Linked DNA regions of Mus musculus: regions 2 and 3 are each linked to region 1. Evidence: chromatin contacts called from public promoter capture Hi-C data. All regions are on one chromosome and are shown on one strand. The core of a region is the stretch at or near the end of the contact, and the rest is flanking DNA. Distances in the headings are between cores, read along the strand shown.

The links. Promoter capture Hi-C pulls out the DNA fragments that hold promoters and counts their contacts.
Region 2: a contact with region 1 is called in a promoter capture Hi-C map of hippocampal neurons, with 9 times the contacts expected there. The contact joins two enhancer-like sites. A contact is called at or near these places in 4 of 39 promoter capture datasets (the C10 cell line, cranial neural crest, hippocampal neurons and 1 more), 1 of 484 Hi-C or Micro-C datasets (nephron progenitors) and 3 of 115 datasets of contacts at active chromatin or transcription factors (embryonic stem cells and large pre-B cells).
Region 3: a promoter capture Hi-C map of hippocampal neurons shows a contact between it and region 1, with 15 times the contacts expected there. The contact joins two enhancer-like sites. A contact is called at or near these places in 3 of 39 promoter capture datasets (the 3T3-L1 cell line, cranial neural crest and hippocampal neurons), 2 of 115 datasets of contacts at active chromatin or transcription factors (astrocytes and embryonic stem cells) and 1 of 9 other capture datasets (pancreatic islet).

The regions. Positions count from the first base shown.
Region 1 is chr8:23,640,486-23,644,069 of GRCm38.p6, forward strand. All of the region lies in intron 2 of Gm30471 (a long non-coding RNA gene), which reads right to left. Among named protein-coding and RNA genes, the nearest start is that of Gm30471, 6.2 kb to the right of the region's middle. Within about 2 kb of position 1,751, at least 2 of the 459 cell types and tissues checked have an H3K27ac peak or open chromatin away from gene starts, as enhancers often do. A contact at or near this core is called in hippocampal neurons, where this site is marked.
Region 2 is chr8:24,240,324-24,243,771 of GRCm38.p6, forward strand. No RefSeq gene overlaps it. Among named protein-coding and RNA genes, the nearest start is that of Gm30633, 140 kb to the right of the region's middle. Within about 2 kb of position 2,123, at least 7 of the 459 cell types and tissues checked have an H3K27ac peak or open chromatin away from gene starts, as enhancers often do. A contact at or near this core is called in hippocampal neurons, where this site is marked.
Region 3 is chr8:24,539,231-24,542,668 of GRCm38.p6, forward strand. Ido2 (indoleamine 2,3-dioxygenase 2) reads right to left here. Exons shown (of 10, transcript NM_145949.2): 8 at 1,364-1,415. Among named protein-coding and RNA genes, the nearest start is that of Ido2, 35 kb to the right of the region's middle. Within about 2 kb of position 1,546, at least 9 of the 459 cell types and tissues checked have an H3K27ac peak or open chromatin away from gene starts, as enhancers often do. A contact at or near this core is called in hippocampal neurons, where this site is marked.

The DNA of each region.
Region 1 (3,584 bases), core at 501-3,000:
CAGCCTTGAATTTTTGGTCACTTTCTCACTGTAGTGTAGTGAGAGCCATATCATTCAAGGGAGAATGTTACAAATGTCCCACACCTCATACACCCTTCAGGCACGCTGAGAACCATGATGTCATCGAACCGCTAGAAGGCCAATGTCCTGAACAGTATTAGTTTATTCCCTTATGTAATTGCTGGTTTGAGATTCACAGCTCTGGCTTTATTAAACTCCTTAAAATAATCACTTGATGTTCATAACCACATCTGTGAAGGACCTGCCACTACAGTCACACTATACCATTCTGGAAAACAAAAACAACAAGAACAACAAAAACAAGCAAGCAAGCAAGCAAGCAAGCAAACAAACAACCCCCCCCCCCAAAAAAAAACAAAAAACCAAACACCCTTTCAAGGGTATTTCATGGGACCGCAGTCTACAGAGAATTAATAGGGGAAGCTCAGTAAGTTAGGGAGAGCAGTGCCTCTTGAGAGTCTCCTAAGAGGCTTCATTAACAAAGAACGTATCCTGAAGCTTTAGAGGGAAGGGATTAACTGTGATGTTGCTTATTCCATTTTGCTGACCAGAGGGTGATATTCAGGGCATATTTCTTGGTGTCAGTGTCCACAGGGCCAGTAGTTGGGGGGTTCTGACGTTCTAAACTTAGTATGGCTAGCCCCTTTCTAGGGAGGCAATTAGCAGTGCCCTGCAAGGATGCATGGAATCCAGGGGTCTTAGGCACTTGTAGCTTCTTCCCCCATTATTGACAGTGCTGTCGAAGTATATCACTCAGTACCTTTTGGTATGTGCCCCATGAGTCTCTAAATTTCTGTCTGAAGAACTAAACTTGTCTTCAAAGAAAGGGTCCTGGAATGTGGGTGGGAAGCCTAACTCATCAGGGTCACCACACCAGGAAGCGATAGGCATCTAGTTGCAGGAATAGGAGAGCATCCAATAGTCTTTCCAACCTCCTCCTCCATCAGACATTCTCTTATTGTAGAGACCACAATGCTTAGCTTACTCCATAGTTGCTCACAGGGTCAGAGTCTGAACACTGCAAAAGCCTCACCTAGAACTGAAGAGGGAGGGTACTTTTATCAGGGCTGTGCCCATATCAGCTGACATTGGCTTTTGTGTATCCATAGGGCCAGCGTGGTGACCCTACACAACCCAGTAATTTTGAAATATTTAAAGGCTCTAATGCTTCTATGGAGAGAGCACAGAACCATTTGGACAGAAGTTCAATTATTCAGGAAGGGATACCCTGGGAAGGTGGGAGCAGGAGGAGGCCCCACCTCTTGGTGGGGCGTTGGAGGTCAGTGCGCTGCAGAGTGATGTGTAGCGGGAATCAGCCAGTCTAACGTGTCACCCACTCTGCTTCTTCCCAGATGCCTTGAGTTCTGGTATGCCGTCTCCACCCACACACAGCTCATAATTAAAGTTTGTCAACAGCCTCTTTCTTGTGACAGACTCAAAGTCTGATTCCATCTAAGGCTTGGCTTGGGGCATCTGCCTGTGGCAAACATCCTTTTCAGTTGCCGTCAGGATCTGACGTGCGGTTTCATTGGACTTGAGATGATGGTAGCTACTCTTGCCACCTTCTGCACATGTAAATAAAATACACTCAGGTACAGGGGCCTTCCTCCTTCCTCTGGGAAGTGTAGTTTCCAGTGTCAGGCCGAAGAGATGTGTTTTATTCTTTCCAGAGTCCTGTGTGGGCAGCTGTCATGTGGCATCACTCCAGCTACCCACAGCTAGCACAGAACAACACAGCAAAGATGCTCCAGTCAGCGCAAATAGGGAGTAGCTGAGAATCCTGCGGCTCTGCACACAGTTCCTAAGAGAAGAACTAAAGGCAAGAGCCTGAGGTGTGTGTGGCTTGGTGTTCTCCCTCTTCCTCCTCCCTCTCTCTCACCTTTCCCCTCCCCTCCACCTCTTCCTTGCTCCTCCTCTTTTTCTTTCTCTCCCTCTCTATCTCCCTCTTTGGCTTATCCTTTCATTTAATAAGCATCTATCCAACTATAACCCAAGAATCTAAGAAGAATAATTATTCTCCAAGGGGCTGCAGTTATACGTCTGAAACAGCTGTATAAATTATTTCAAAGCACCATGAGAGTATTGTAGAAGTGTTTTCACCTCTTTATAGACATCTACACAGGCATATGTGTGTACATACATGTATATGTATATGCATGCATACTTGTGCATATGTATGTGCATATATGTTATATATGTTTACATGTATACACATGTGTATATGTGTACATGTGTGTAAGTATATAGGCATGTTATGTATATGTATGTCTACATGCATGTATGCATATATGTATATGATGTATGTGTATGCATATATGTATATGTATGTTGGCCCTAGCTCTTTTTAAAGTCATTGACTCAAGTGATCCTCCAGTCTCAGCTGCTCCAGTTGTTGGGATTGAAAGTGTGCTGGTCTCTTCTACACTCATGAGTGGGTATAACCTGTAGTAAGCTCTAGATGTTCCACACCTGTTCCTCTCACCATCAAGTCAGAACCAACTGCTTTGTGGCTTCCTTGGAAGGAGGGAGAACTTCCCCACTAGCCCCCTCCTCCTATCAAATTCAACTCAGGGGCAGAACACTGTGTGTTCAGCATCTCCATTTGGAGAAGTGGCCATGTTCTCCACACTATACTTCAGGGCCTCTCAGAGGTCTCCTCTGCCATCTGTAGTGCTGTCTGCTTCATTTGCCTTTACAGCCTCATGCCTCAGAGGAGCACAGCTGTGTGCCCATAGCTACTTGACCAGATTCAGTTACAAGTGAAGACAAGAAGAAGGTCAAGTTCCCAAGAGATGCATGGTGCAGCATTGCCTAGGACTGAAGCTCCTGTCTGGGTCCATGATGCCTTTCTAAGTACACAAAGATCTCAGTACATGAGCCACTGGGTTATGTCGAGTGCATGGCTTTTCTCACCTCCAGCCAGGTCTGAAGATGACAGCATTTGTCAGGTGTTGAGGCACGTCATCTCTCAGTGAGGCAATCTGCCTGTTGGGACACATGACTTCCAGGTATTGAAAAGTCCTGTACAACCTCCTGAAGTTCTGAACCAAAGCTCCCCAGGCAGGAAGGAGACTGGGGCGGGATACATGGAGCAGTCAAAGCGGAATGGAATTGTATGTCCATTGAACCCCAGAGATGTTCTGTTGTACACACAGTCAAGGAGAAACAAAGTGTGAACATGCACCGCCTTTGCTCACTTTGTTGATGGAAGGTTTTAAGAAAACACAACCATGCTGCTGAGAAACGTTGTGTTCACGGCTGCTAGTGATGGTGTGAACATTCTCTAGCAGTGTTTTATCCATTTGTATATGCCTTGTGGCATACGTATATATGTATATGTATATGTATATGTATATGTATATGTATATGTATATGTATGTATATGTTCAAATGTGTATGTATGTGTATGTATATGTGTGTGTATGTCTATGTATGTATGTGTGTATGTGTATGTATATGTATGTGTGCATGTATGTGTGTATATGTATGTATATGTAAGCATGTGTATGCATGTATATGAATGTATATGTAAGCATGTGTATGCATGTATATGTATGTGTATG
Region 2 (3,448 bases), core at 873-3,372, 600 kb after region 1:
CACAGTGAGCACGTGGAGGTCATAGCTTGGCTTCCATGAGTCAGTTCTCTCCACCAGTGAGCATCCAGGGGGCAAACTTGGGTTCTTAGCTTGACAGCAAGCACCTTTATATTCTGTGCTAGCTCACTGTGCTAGCTCACTGGCCTCACGGAATGTCGTGGTGGTAAATAATGCTTGGCCTTGTGTGTAATTCTAAGAAATCCCATGTGCTCTCAGATGTTTCCTTTTGCTCTGAATGACACTAGATAGCTAAACAAATCAGCCTCCTAGGACTCTAGGAGGGAAGGAGGGGAGAAAGCAAGAGAAAACGACTGGCTTGGGAATAAGAATGCATTTTCAAGGCCTGAAAGGGTGGCTTAGTGGTTAAGATCACTGACTGCTCTTCAAGAGGACTTGGGTTTAGTTTCCAGCACCCAGAAGTCTCCTTACACCATCCTACAGCTCCAGTTCCAGGAGATCTGGTGCCCTCTTCTGGTATGTGTGGGTACTGCATGCATGTACAGCCAAAACACTTGTATACATTAAATAATAATAATAAAATCAAAAAGGGTATGTTTTCAAAAACAAACCATGTGCGGTTTCATTTTATAATTGTCTGTTGACTTTTACACAGCTGCCTCTAAGCTGTTTCCAGACTCAAGCTTACTCACTAGGTGTTTGCCAGCTTCTTTATTGGCATTTGTAGACCTGCCTAAGTCTTGCTATTAACACCTCCCACTTGATTACTAATTAACTGAAGGTCTTGAGAGCCATAGGCATGTGCAAAGCTCTTATGGCATGGCTCGTGGCAGAGCAGATAGTAGCACACGTGCCTCATAATTTCCATCCATAATTACTTTTCCTATTCTCACATGCTTAAGAATGTACTGCTCAAACTGTTTGTAATGCATCATATTTTGAGAAATCCTGATGTAGACAAAATACCTTCAAAGCACTTTGTAAAGCCAAGTGAAGTGTGACTCTGACACCAATTGTGCATATTGCCCCGGAGTTTGTTGATCATGTTCTTCTCATAGACTACAGGAAGAAGAAAAGAAAATCAGAGATGTTTTGAAGTGTGGGGCCAACATGAAAGGAACCCTGGGTGTACCCCATTTACTTCTGAACACCCTGCTCCATCCACGGAAAGCAGCCCATGTGTTTGGGTAGACACTGGAAGAACCCCCACACCCAAAATTCAAGCTTCCTGTGGGCTACCCAGAATTTGGTGGCTTTTCATTAAGTAAGGCTGTGGGTGATGCAGAGTCAAGACCTGGTTTTGCTCTGCCTGCACATATATCACCTGCACACCTCACCCAGGCTAGGACTGGAATATCAAAACTCCGTCTGCACAATGCCCAAAAGGGCAGGCTGCTGCAGTAAGAATTTTCCACGACTTGGAAAAAAGCAAAACAGGAGAACAGAGGTCAGAATTTCAACCCCAGAGGCTGGTTTAAAAGTGCAAAAAGACGAGGTCTTTCCTCATATCATAAAATGTGTAGGCATAGGCACCCCTATGGGTCACACGCAGTTAGCAGTGTTTCTTAAGCTGCACTCCATGAAATTTGGGGAGAAAAGGTTTAAGAGATAACATCTAGGACTCAGCTCGTTCATTCTGATTGGATTCTACATTTCTCACTTTGTTTAGACAGTTTGGGGATGGACCTTGGTAGCCTTGCAGAGACATAGGAGGCTGAGGGCAAACAGGTTGGTCAGAAAGAGGAAGGCCCACCCAGGAGTGAAGACCGCTAAAAGACCAATGATAGGGAGCCCTGGTTAAATGGCAGCGTGCTAGATAGACTGTGCTGAGTCACTAGAGTGACTACACTCATTTCCTAACCCAATCATCATGACAATCCTTTAGGGGAAGGGGTCTTATAGTCACTGCCCCTTAAAGGGAAGTGAGATTTAAACTTAAGCAAGTGGAGAAACTTGTCAAATAGTGAGACTAGATCTGGTACCCTAAAATGGTCCACCCCATAGCTGTTTCCAGCATCCTCGTGAGTTGGGAACAAAAGATGTGCTTAGTGAGCTTCGGGCCTGTTGATTATTGCAGGAAAAGTACTGGTGTCATGAGGCAGATGGCAACTGGTGGGTGATATGATAAGAGGGGAAGACAGAACAAACAGAAGCGAATGCTCCGAGTGGTTTGGTACTGAATGTCAGAGAGGAGGGAGGGAAAGGGGGCTGGGGACTGTGCTGTCAGGATAGGACTCTGCAAAAATCTGGGTGCTGTTAGACGAGATAGGATAGAAACAGTGGTGCCCAAGGAACGTGAAGTCCTTAGGGGGTGAAAGGAGGTGACTGAGCAAGCTTTGTTCTCTTCATTTGTATTTCCTTGGTGAAGCAGAAAGTGAGGTTAGAGTCTAGAGTAAAGTGACAAGAGGGGAGGATGGTGACAGATCCCAGAAGGTCAGCTGAGTCTTGGACCAGTTAGACAAGGTTGGAAGGAAACAGACAAAGCCAGGGTGTGCAGCCCCTGCATCCTGAGTGTCCTTCTCCTCAGAGACCTAGATGGGATCTATATCCTGTCACTGTTTGTCCTTGCCTTTCCCAGACTGTCTCACAGTGGACAAATTTGCTCTGCTACACTGTGGTGGTGGTGACAAAACACTGACTTCCATCCTTATTTCCTGCTTGGGTTTTGTCCTTACAAGGAGCCAATTTTCTCTCAAGAAATGGCACTAATGTCATTTAGCCTTCTACCATCTGGCCGTGTCAACAGAAAACAAACATGGAGGTCTGCCACTTGGGCCACCCAGCAGTGTGATGCGTCTGAGCTCTGCTTGCCTCGAGTCTTGGTTTTGCACAATGGAGCACTGGGGTTTCTGCGTATTCCTGTAAGCTCCTTGTATTTCCCACAGAATCCCATCAAGGATTTTCCCATACAGTAAGTGTGGTCACTTTTGTGGGTCTGCTATGCATCATTCAAAACAAAAGGAAGTATAATTTCTCCACTCCGGGGTTATTTTATGTATTTGTTGCTTTTTTTTTGTTCGGTGTGGAGGGTTTTGTTTGTTTGTTTGTTTGTTTGTTTGTTTCTCATACAGGGTATAGAACCCAGGAGCTTGAATATGTCAGGCCAGTCTCTACCACTGAGCTATAACTTTGAGGTGGGGGAGGGGACTTAACTAGAGCCTGAATGAAGGTTTCACTACAAAAATATAAGCAAATCGATAATATTTTAAATGTCAGAGTAAAACATTAGACAGTAAACAGGTAAAAAAAATATATATATATATATATATATATATAAAATAAGACAGTGCTGTGCTCTTTGTGGGGCTCAAGATACAGCCATGATTGGGTTGGTCAGATGTCTCCTGCTGATTTGACTCATGAAGACGGAAGGTTTGTTTTTCTCTCACAGTCCTGGTGAGCTCAGTTCTTGGCTGACTCTGTTGCTTTAGCCCTGGCGTGGGGCAGTACAACAGGGTAGGAGCCCGTGGTGAAAAGACACCACTCACCT
Region 3 (3,438 bases), core at 296-2,795, 900 kb after region 1:
CTGGTTCTTATCAAGTCTCTGCCAAGAGGAAGTAGAAATGATTCCTTTGAAAGACACTGGAGGGTAGGATTCTAAAAATAGCTCCCCAAGGTTCCCAACCGAATTCCTAGGACTCTTAATACTATGAGCTGTTCCGGTCACCATGATATATTTATTACAGGACAGGGCAGGAGGACTTTTCAGATGGGATTAAGGCCACTGATCAGTTTAGCTTTAATGTGGGAATTTCCCTGACTCATCCGACTAGATTGAGCACAGCCACAGGAGCCCCTTTAAGAGAAATTTCCTCTGGCGGTAGTCAAGAGAAAAGTCAGGAAAATGTGTAATTCTAGAAAAATGCCAAGTGCCAGTGCTGTGTCAGGAGTCAAATTGGGGACATGGTGGGGAGAGGCAACAGAGGACCTAGCAGGCCAGGAAAACTCTAGTCTGATACTTGCAAGGAAATAAAATTTTCAGTTCTAGACACACACGTACACGCACACATGCACGAATGCACACTTTAGTTTTTCTCCCAATGGGACTTGGCAGTAATGGTAATAGATTCGGCATCTGGTCTGTCTCTTGCTGTCTCCAGGCACAGCTTGGATGCTTCTGATAACATCACCGGCACCTCCAAGTCAACAAGACACAAACGTTCAAAAGTGAATCGGCTCTGTTGGTTGGTGAATTGGATGGCAACCTGGTTAAAGCTTGTCAAGGTAGAAATAACTGGGTGAAGACATGTGCTTGATGGAGCAGGGGGCATGCGAGGTAGGCAGACAGACAGAGAAGTGTATAGCCGTGAGACAAATCAAGGGTACCTGCTACCACCATAGCAAAATACTTCAAGCTGAATATGATCAATCATACTGTATTTCTCACAACTCCGAAGGAGAGGGAGTCTAAGATCAAGGCATTGATGGTTCTGTCAGGTGACAGCCTGGACTCTTGTCTCCTGATGGGTCCCCTGAATGCTATGTCCTCAAAGGTCAAGGGACAAAGAAGTAGCTATCATTTTCCAGCCTTTCTCTCCTCTACCCTCCCTTCCATCTCCTCCCCACATTCTCCCTGCCCACTCTCTCTCCCATCTTTAATTTTTGCCCCTGTCATCACGTTGGGGTTCTCAGAGGGTCCATGGTCTCCCTCTGGTGGCTGAAGACAGCCCCTTTTGCCCCTTTTGGATTTAAGTTCCCAGCTTTGTTGGAACCTTTTTCCTTCTGATCATTTTGGGGTCCAGCCTCCTAGAGTGGACCCAGGTGGTGACTTTGCCAGCTTGAGTCACTTGCTATACTTCTTACTTTAGGAAGCTTCTGTCTGTCTATCCTCGCACAAATCTGGGGAACTCTACAGGTCTCAAGCAGGAAACCAATTAAGCTGTACTTACCCAGAGAGGAAGATCCGGATGACCGAGTAAAATATGTCTGGGTCCACATAATCTGGAAAGCAATCAAATGTGAACTTTACCATGGGCAAAAAGCAATTGGCCACATGTGCCTTGGACCCTGCTGTTTTCCCAGGGCTTCCCACTCCTATCTGATGTATGCAGATCCCAGAATGGCAGCAGCAAATACAGATGGAATGTTCTCTTGAAGAGCGTGTGGGCTCTCATAGGGCTGTTAATCCGTTCCGTATGCTGGCCCCCTCTGTTTGCTGTGCAGCAGGGTTTTGTACTTCACCACCACCAGTGAGAGACTATGAGCATCCTTTAAGAAACATTTCAAATAAACAGGATATGCAAGAGAATATGAAAAGCCGAGAGAAGGAAGAAAAACAGAGACCACTGCTTTCACAAGAGAGGCAGAGCAAATGACTGACATCCAGGAGTTCCTCTATCCCACAGGGCTTTCCAGGGGTCACCACAGGTCAACAGAGCTGTTAGCCCCAAGCTGCACCGACCAGTCACATTTGGGGAGTATGGGATTCCATATAGGACTTCCACCTAAGGAAGCACGCCATCATAGCTATCTTAATTCTCAATGTCTTTGGTCTGCTTTGAAAGGCCAATCTTGCTACATTAGTGAGTTCCTCTACATTCTGGGAAATTAGACCACATTTATTTCATCCAAATTAAAGCTTATATCTCTTTATTTCTGAAAGAAACATCTTTAGATAAACTCTAACAGCACACCCTTCACATCTGCTTGCTTTTCCCCCTTTGCGCACAGAATCCAGTTCTTGTCTCTTCTCCCTGTCTGTTTTCTCTGAAGCCCTGATAACCTGAGATGTACAGTCTCAATGCTTTCAGACACTCCTCAGTGTGGCCACCCCCCTTCCTCAAGTGTGACTCCTCAGTGTGGTCATCCCACACCCCCACTCTTCACCAGTGTGACTTCCTGACTCCCTAGGGTGGTCACACCCTCTCTTCTCAGGTGTGACTCCCCAGGGTAGTCTCACCTCTCCTCAAGTGTGATTCCTTAGTATGGTTACACTCTCCCTTCTAGGGTGTGACTCCCCAGGGTGGTCTTCACCAGTGCGACTGTGTCCCCTGAGCTAGCCTGTTTTCTGGGACCTCCCCTAGACTTTGATGTTTGCTTCTTCTCCAGATTGTTAAGTACAGTATCCAGCCCTTTGCATAGGAAGTGGGATGTGTATGCATTACTATTTTACACAACTTAATGAATTAAAGGTAAAGCCAAGTGATCATGTTGATAGATACAATAGAATTTACATGAAAATATAAAATATATTCGGTAGATATTTCAAAAGTGATTCATAAATATATAATTAATATATAATATATAATATAATATATATGTGTGTGTGTGTGTGTGTGTGTGTGTGTGTGTGTGTGTGTGTATAGCCAGTTACAGACCCTTTGTTCTACAATGGTATCCTGTTTGCAAGATATGCTAGTGCAGTTGTACAAAGTTTATAGAAGCATCTAAGCTACGTCTGATTTGACTTAAGTCCCACTCCACACAATGGAATTCATGCCCGAAATTGATTGGGTGACCAACATGCTGAAACTAGATAGCCCAGGGACCTAGGGGGGAAACTAAATAATATTGACTTTAAAACAAAAACAAAAACAAAAACAAAAAACAAAACGCAACACAATGACTCTTGATGATGTTCTGCTGTTCTCAGAGATCAGCGCCTTGCTCCGTCACCATCGGACAGGCTTCCTCCTGCAGCAGATAGGAAACAAACGCAGAGACCCACAGCCAGACAGTGTGCAGAGAGTGAGAGACCTCGGAACACTCAGTTATAAATGGTCTTTGATGTTTCCATCAACCCCCACCCCTCAGTGCTCAGAGAACCATATGGTAGAGAAAACAGAAATTAAGAGTTGGGCGGAGGGGGGGGGGTGAAGGACACCAAGAAAACAAGGCCTTTTCAATCACCAAGGTCAACGAAGTCACAGCATGCACAGGGCCTTCACTGGTCTGCACCACACAGGGTCACAGCTGAGAGGAGAAGTGGACACAGCACTCACCCCTCACCCAGATGCTGCCTCCA